Linked DNA regions of Gossypium hirsutum: region 1 is linked to region 2. The links are chromatin contacts, called in public Hi-C maps. All regions are on one chromosome and are shown on one strand. Each heading gives the region's core, a stretch centred on a gene start, on an enhancer-like site or on the middle of the called end of the contact. The rest is flanking DNA. Distances are from core to core; before and after follow the strand shown. Region 1 has its middle 21 kb from the start of LOC107911389. Region 2 holds the start of LOC107913009 (histone H1).

What was found. Hi-C and Micro-C count contacts between places; a contact is called where the count stands out from the background.
Region 1: a Hi-C map of hypocotyl shows a contact between it and region 2, with 4 times the contacts expected there. The contact joins the enhancer-like site here to the promoter of LOC107913009 in region 2. A contact is called at or near these places in 14 of 34 Hi-C or Micro-C datasets (anther, callus, hypocotyl and 3 more).

Annotation. Positions count from the first base shown.
Region 1 is chrA11:25,289,572-25,294,044 of Gossypium_hirsutum_v2.1, reverse strand. No RefSeq gene overlaps it. Among protein-coding and RNA genes, the nearest start is that of LOC107911389, 21 kb to the left of the region's middle. Within about 2 kb of position 2,689, at least 8 of the 9 cell types and tissues checked have an H3K27ac peak or open chromatin away from gene starts, as enhancers often do. A contact at or near this core is called in hypocotyl and leaf, where this site is marked.
Region 2 is chrA11:25,210,110-25,214,347 of Gossypium_hirsutum_v2.1, reverse strand. LOC107913009 (histone H1) reads right to left here and starts at 2,708. Exons shown (of 3, transcript XM_041081461.1): 1 at 2,024-2,708.

The DNA.
Region 1 (4,473 bases), core at 1,440-3,939, 80 kb before region 2:
TTGAAACAATCACAATCTTAATTACAACAAATTTTTGTTGTTGATTTACAAAAAATAAGAATATGTACAAACAAAGTCAAAATATGTCAAATAATGAACAAGTTGTGGTTTAAAATGTGACCACAATAAATACCACAACTTACTCCTTAGCCTGATTCGTAGCACTTTTATCCAATTATGCTGTCTGGGCAGGTGCCCAAACGCATCCTTAATATTTGGTTTTTTGTACCACTTTAATTTGAATAAAATTAAAATTTTAATGGTTCATTTGCTAAATAATCATAAGAACAACACAATAGGTGGTCCAACTTTATTTAAATATCTTTTTTATCATTGAATTATAAAAGTTATAAAATAATTATTTAATTAATTATGTTTACTTCTTTTTTTTATTGTCAAAATTTGTTAATTATTGTGTACTTTATGATGAAAAGATAATATGACAGTTCTAAAATTGATATATTAATTTAACCCTTAATATTTATACATAGTATCAATTTAATTATTATTTTAAAATATTTACCCTTAATCTTTAATATTTACCCTTAATCTTAATTTAATCTCGATTCAAAAAAATTATAACTTTTTTGTTCTATTCATTTTTTTTTTGATAGAAAGACCAGGCAGTTTATTAAATAGAAGATGAAAAAAGCAAAATGGAGGCCCAATATACCATTAAGCCCAATCCTAATACTTTAAAAAAATAAATTCGGCCCACACTAAAGTAATAGTGAATACCAGCACTTAATGTTTAACTTAATGGAAAAGAAAAGCATTAAATGAAAAAACAAGAGATAAATGAAAAAGTAAAAAAGTAAACCTAAAAATCTGCCTTCATCAGATCAAACGGCTGGCTTCCATTATTTTCCTTGACTTGTCGTTTCAATCACCATTCCGTCTTGTCAATACTAGTTTCAACAGATAAACTTTACCTACTATCTCCTTCTTGAAATTATTTCCTTCTTATTCTTCTTCAATCTGGATTCCGTGGCCGCCTTCTCTCCGAAACCACATGATGGCTATTCAACTCTTCTCTCGTCAGGTAAAAATTTTCTCCACTTTCAAGAGCGTCCTTTGCTAATCTGTGTGCTTGCGAGTTCCTTGATCTGTGTATGTGTTGAAAGATAATTTCTTGAAAACAAGATTTCTTATTTTGAATGTCTCTGATGATAGCCCCAATTACTGATTTATCATTTAAGCTCGGTCGACATTTTTTGATTACTGTTCTGGAATCTCCCATCAGCTTGATCGATTGAACTTCTAATGCTATCCCTAACTTCACTCCTCCTAAACATGCATATGCTTCTGCTGCAAATGGGGATGAGACACTGTTGTGAACAATCGTTTTGAGTACCAGTAATTCCCCCCTCAGATCCCGAGCCACCAGACCTGTTGCTGATCTGTTGTTTCTGCTGTCAAACGCTGCATCAAAGAAGATCGTGACTCTCGGTATGTCCTCCTGGAATTTGTGATTTCTTCTCATTGTACTGGTATTCGTCATTGCTCGTACTCCTTCATATTCTGCCATGTGCCCCTGTATATTTTGTGCTAAAATTCTTCCTGTTGTCTTTTCCCTTTCATGCACAAACTTATTTCTGGAGAACCATATTAACCATAAGGCGTAACAAAAAAGTCGGCTTTGATCATCAGTTCCTCCCTTGAATACCCAGGTTAGCCACTCCCACAGATTTTGACTTCTGTTATTCATAACCCATGCTAAATGAATAAACTGCCAAACTGCCAAACTTCTATTGTTGTAGGACAATCTCGGAAGATATGGAGACTATTTTCTGTCCAAGAACAGCATCGGGGACATCTATCATTTGTTGCAACTCTTCTATACCTAAGATTAGCTAGATTAGGAATGAAATCCCAGGAAATTCGCCAGATAGTGATTGCAATTTTTGGGGATAGTTTTAGGCTCCATAATTTTCTGTAAAATTCCTTAGTTTCAGACCCCAGATTAGCATCTTGTAATAGTTTATAGGCGCTGCATACTGAATATTTACCGGATAATTCCCCCTTCCAAACTTGAGTATCCTCGTGCTCCGTCTCTGCAAGCGGGATTTGTATCATGGAGTAGCCACTTCGCAAGCTAAACTTTTCAAAATATCCCATGCATCATTTCTATCTTGCGCATATTTAGATCCATAGAATCCAGTAAATCTCCAATTAGTTCCTTTTTCCTTATCTTCAACTATCACATCAATGTGTCTTTTAGAAAAACTTTGAAGTGTTATATTAAAATCAGCCCTCCATGCTAAACACAATCCTCCTCTCGTTTCTTCTGGATTAACTTCAATACTATTTATAAATCCACTTCTTCTATGAACTCGTTCCATCTGTTTTGTGTTAACTTTTGTCTCCTTAAAGAAGACAATATGGGGATTATGAATCTTCAGCAAATGCCGAAGTCTTTTAACTGTCCGTGGAATTGGGATGTTCGGATGTTCCAGCTTATAATTTTCATTGCGCCCGGTCGGCTTGCCTCTTGGCTGCTGCCGATGATAAAGGATTAACTTCTCCCAATCTTCTATTCCTTGTCAGCACATTACCACACTATATTTCTGGTTGCATCTTCCATCTCTCCCCTGTTCCTTTTATTCCCCATCAAATCATGCTCCATAACCATTCGCATCTGATTGCACTAAGTTTTGTCCTTCCGTTGAGCTAGCGACTGACTTCCCACTTCTATGTTAAAAATCCCAAAATTGGGTCAACGACTTTTCCACCCCTTTCTTTTCTAACCCGTTCATCGAGAGTGCCCTTTTAGTTTCTGACCGTAATGATAAATCCCAGCTCATTTCAGCTACTTCCACCCCTAACATCATTTTAGTTTCACAGAAAGAGTTGCTATGTCCCAAACGTCCACAAAAGAAACAAAAAGGAGACGGATGTTCACATGATCTGCTTCTTCCTTTTTAGCGGCTTTCTAACATCAATCTGCACCCTTACCCTCATATAATTACGATTTTCTTTTCTAAGGTTTGACCCATCATATTCCAAGAAAACCCCTATAAAATTATCCAACTGTACAGCTAAATTTTCACAAAAAAACCCTATTGGGATATCATGAATTTGAACCCTAAAAGGAGTAAAAATTAATGATACTTGTAATGGATCCTCGCCCCTCTTCAGTTTAGACAGTATCATTTTTAACTTCTTTTCTCCATGTTTTAGAATTAATAAATTATCAAATAAAAACAAAACATGACCCTGTCAATTTTGTAAAAATTATGGTTTCATGAATTAAAGCACATAAAACCTGCATCACACTAATTAACTGTATATTTATTCTAACTCAGAACACAACCACCACGACCCCAAGTATTACACGTTAATGTCTTCATAGTTGATTAAATCAACGCTAGGCAACAATAAAATTCTATGTTTTAGTTTTTCTTTTTTTACTCAATATTTCAACAATTATTTTGTGCCTTTTAAATCAGATAAAGTCAAAAACAAACCCCATTAAGGAAAGGATTTAATTGAACCCAACTCAAAGGAAACGTCTTAATCAGGTATCCAACAAAGTATCCCCAATCACGTTTCTCCAAATGAGTGCAGTCAACCAATTATGATCAATCTCATCTCCCTGCCCATGCCCAAAATATTTCTTTTATATATATTATTTTAAAAGAATAATATTTAATGTACAATTAGTAAAGTTTTTAAATTTTATAAGCAAGATTAAATGGTTAGCTATAAAAGTATAGTATAATATTAAAAATATAAATATTAAAAAATGATGTAATAATTTTTTTAAAAATTTTATAATATTTTAAATGCGAAAAAACTCACACAATTACCTAAAATAAAAATCTGGTGAAAACAAACTCAAAACTTGCCATTAAATTTTCATATTTTGATAGGCTTTATTGTTGCCATAATAAACTTTTAGACATGTTTTGTCGAACTTGGTCGGAGTATGGATCTAAGCTTATGGGCCGACCAACCCAGAATTTTCATGTTAAGTGCGCCCCTAAGCATTATTTATTTATTTATTTTCATCAGAGAGAGAGAGGGAGGCGGATGAACATGCATAGCAATTATTGTAATGGTTGACCAAAACAAAAGCATCCTTTTGAAGAACAATGATGGTCAATCATACCACCCAACAAACCCAACCATACCCATTCTTTTATTAACTTTTTCATGCAAGACATTACTAGAATTCTCCTCCCGACGGTTATTTATGTGATAATTTGGATAAAATTATCAACTTAGAAAATGAGTTTGAATAAAAAAATAATACTCTTTTTTAAATGGGTTTAATCTCATATAAATTTTTTTATCTTGAGTTTAGCCCGGTCCGAATTTGTAAAAAAAATATTATTGCTGTTTTTTTGTTGCTTTTTTTTTATTGTTTTGTTATTATATTGTTCCGATTTTGTTATTATTGTTTAGATATTGTATAATTCTTGTTTTATTATTAATTTTGCTACTATATTAGAGGTATTTGTTTGCTAAGTT
Region 2 (4,238 bases), core at 1,459-3,958:
AAATATGGATGGCACTCCATTCTCTTGAATTAACTAATACTTTGATATTATGTCCAAGTCACTCCCTACATAGGACAAAAAGCTATGAAGACAAAGGACACCCCTGACGAATACCTCTATGGTACAAAACTTTTCTGTTAGGGTCCAATTCCATAAGACCTGTATAGAAGAACCAGAGATGACAGACATAATAACATTACAAAGGAAATCAGGTATACCTGCAGCTTTCAATGAGGCGTCAATAAACTCCCAACTGACTTTATCGTAAGCTTTCTCAAGATCAATTTCATTGTCATCCACTTCCTACACTTTTGTATACATCTCATGGAGTGGATAATTTTTTGTACAACGATGATATTATTCGTGATGTTCCTTCTGATTGTGAACCTTGCTTGCTCTAGAGTTATGATCTTAGGAAAAACAACTCTAAAGCGATTTGCAATCACCTTCATAACTAATTTGTAAAGGACCGTGCATAAATTGATTGGTCTGAAATGGGAAAAACTCTTAGGACTACTGCTTTTTGGAATAAGGACAATTAGAGTGTTATTCAAGTTTGAATCAATAGCTTGTCTATCAAAAACCTTTTGAATCCACTCACACACAACATCTCTAACTATATTCCATTGGCTCTAAAAGAAAAAAAGCATAAAACCCGTCACTTCTAGATGTTTTTAACTGAGTCACATTGATAAAGCTTTCTCGATTTCATTCCTTAAAATCGCCTTGCCCAAAAAGAGAATATCACTAAACTCAAGCTTCGAAAAATTATTAGGTGGCAGATCTCTCATTCTAGTGGGGTGTTCCCCAAAAAATTTTTGGAAAAAAGTAATCACCTACTATTGTTAAATGGTTTCATCAAAGATCCATTCACCCTCCTCATTTTTAAGAGCCGAGATTTGATTATGCTTCCTTATCTGTAAAGTGCGTTTGTGAAAAAATGTGGTATTACGGTCCTTTAAACTCAACCAATCGCACTTAGCTTTCTACTTCCAGAGTAATTCCTCATGATGAAGAACTCCTTTTAGATCATCTCTTACTTTCATTTCTAAACAAGCTAGACTGTCAAAACTTGTGCTTTCTATATCCTTTTGAATACGTGAGAGCTTCCTCAAACGTTATTTTTTACGAACACCGAGATGACCATAAACAGACTTATTACAGGATTTATACTAGAGGTAAATTGAGCAATAAAGTCCATCATATTCCCATCGATTTTCCAGTTATCTCTGACAAAGTCAGGAAACCTCAGATGGTCAACCCAACCTGCCAATAATCTAAAAGGTCTACCTTTAGGCAAGCTTCTTATTGGTTTTAAGGACAGAAGAGGAAGCCTGTGATCCTATTTCAGTTTCGGAAGATGAGTAACTGTGCAATTAGGAAAAGTGTTAACTATCCCGCCATTTCCAATTTCTTTATCAAAGCGTTTAAAGACTCCTCATCTATGTCAAGTAAATGATGGTCCTTTGAAGCTCAACAGACTCTATTAAATCACCAAATAGGGGACACCTTTTACTATTTCTGCGATCAACTATTTTATCATCAAAGGATAATTTCGTATTAAAGTTTCCAATAGTAAAGCCAAAGATATCTGTAGAAAGAAATGCCCAATTTTAACCCCTCCTAAATTTTTTTTCTGTTTTTGGCTATAAGGGCTACTGTAGACAAAAGCAACATAAATAGGTTGGGAAAATCCACCCTCAAACATTAGCACTAGAATAAATTGAGAATGATTATACATTATATCTACTCGAACTGAATCTTTCCAACCAATCCAAATACCAAAAAAAAAAAAAAAACTAATGGCCTCCACTAGATGTGAATACTGAAAACCCAATTTCGCAATGGTTATATTTGCTTTAACACTACTAACTCATATTTCAAAAAAACCCCCACAATATCAGGCTTATATTCAAAATTTTATTTAAAAAAAAGAAAAAGAAACTTAACACTAGCACAACCCTGGCAATTCTAAGTGAAAATAGTCAAATTCATAATTGCAAACAAGGAGATGAAAACTGACCTTTTACTACTCAGTGGAGCCTAATTCCTTAACCGGTAAGTCTTCCATACTGGAAGAAACCTTGCTCAAATCTTGTTCAATCTAAGAATTAATTAAATCCATCATTGAATTCATTGTATCAGCCACGGGCACTCGAGATAAACCAATAACCTTGAAATGGTCTCCACGCTCTCGAATAACCCTATTGAGCTTCCTCCCATTCCGGCCATGCTCAAATTTATTACCAAAACCACGTCCTTTAAAGCCCTGTTTAAGATTTTTTTTTTTGACAAAAGAGGCACTACCCGAATTATTAATAATGTTGGGATCACCAATTTCCCTAAAAATGATAGTAGTATACTTCCTGGGATGCAAAACACTCGGGCTAGTAACCACTTCCTTTTCAAGCGTATCGTCAAATATGGGGTTAAGACACAACAGAGTACCTGTAGGTACCTTACCAGAAGTGGTAAAAAAATTATTAATAACACCAGCAGTAACCGATTCCCCAAGCTGAAATTTGAATCCCCAATATGGCCTATACATTTGCATCCCTGTTGTGGAATAAGAGACGACAAATCAATTCCTTTAACACCACCTGAATTATCCTTAAGGCTTTCCACATTAATTAGCCCAGATACAATCGACCCAGCCTCATTAATAGGCTTTTTTCCAATTGCCTTTCCCACCCTTTCAATACCCAAATCCATCGACCCATTCTTAGCTGGTACCCTCTCATCATTCGAGTTTATAATCCCTGACCCATTTACTAAAGAAGAACTTGCTTCAATAGCTTTTAAGCTCTTGCTCCCCACTTTAGCCCTAACTTGAGACCTCTAATTGTTCTCCAAAGAAACCCCTAAAGCCCCTTTAGACCATTCCTAATCACCTTTCCATTTTCATCAACTTCTTCAATGCCATCGTTAACATTTGATAATGTCAAGAATCTAGATCCTATGATCCCCTGCCCTTGATTTTTGGTCCTTTGATCCCGTTGCGCCCTTCTATTACGCCGAATTTTCCTTTCCACCTGCATCCAGAGGTGGAAACTTGAGGAGTCGACAGACTTTTCTGCGTCTGTGGTCAAGGTTGTCTCCATCAGTTCCTTCTCTTCCCCCTGTGTTGGCCACCCATCTTTGAAAGGGCATAGGTCCTTCACATGCCCATAACAACTGCAGGTATAGCATATTGTCGGTAAAGACTCATATTCGACCCTTTGAATCTCACTGTTAATCCGAATACGAGAAATAAGTGGCTTATCGATGTTAACATAGACGACCATTCGGGCAAAATGCCCCCTTGTTCTGCTTCTGATTTTGAAGTCTAGTTTAGACACTTTCCCAACTAGACCACTAATTTCCCCAAGAATCACTGATTGTACATATGCTTGGAAGTCCAGGAAATCTAATCCAAGTTAAAACCATTTTCGGGAAGGGTTGCATCGGGTTAAAGTCCGTTGTCCATGGTTGAACGATCAAATATTGACCATAGATTATCCATTGCCCCTGATAAAGAACCTTTTTGAAATATTCAACACTGAAATTTTACCAGAAAGTACCCATTCTCAATGTCCATTAGTTGAAAAGGTTTAGAAGTCTTCCATAAATATCTAACCCGATTATGTAAAGTGACGTGACCAATATTTTGACCTAACAATTTGACCACTACAGTCAACTCCATGTTTTTTATTAGAATCTATTGAATGTGATCGGAGAAACTAATCGACGGGACTCCATCAATTGAAGATTTTATAATGTCTCCCTCTAAAAGAACCAATCTTCATTATCTTCCACCACAGTTAGACTCGTATCCTTCTCAGACCCTCGCTACCTTTCCTCAGAACCTTGTCCCTCCATGATACAGGCATAGCTGGAGCTAAGTCAATTGCCATATCTGAATCTGAAGGCTCACCTTCACCACCATCTTTGAAGCATACTTTCTTTGTGCTTCGACCATTGAGAGCAAGATCATCGCCACCACCTCCGTCACTCATGTTTTCCCTAAATATACCAAACTCCAATTTAATTAGTTCATGTAATACGTTATTGAGATAAAAAAAAATTAAACCAACGCATACAATCCTTCTTTTTCATTTCTGCTACTACCAAAATTCAATCAAGTCCAATATTTAATGATTTCACACTACTGGCATTTAAGGATAATTTTAAAGCGGTTGAAGAGAAACCAACTTCATGATGATCCCCTCACAATAAGCAATCTCATTAAAACAAAAACC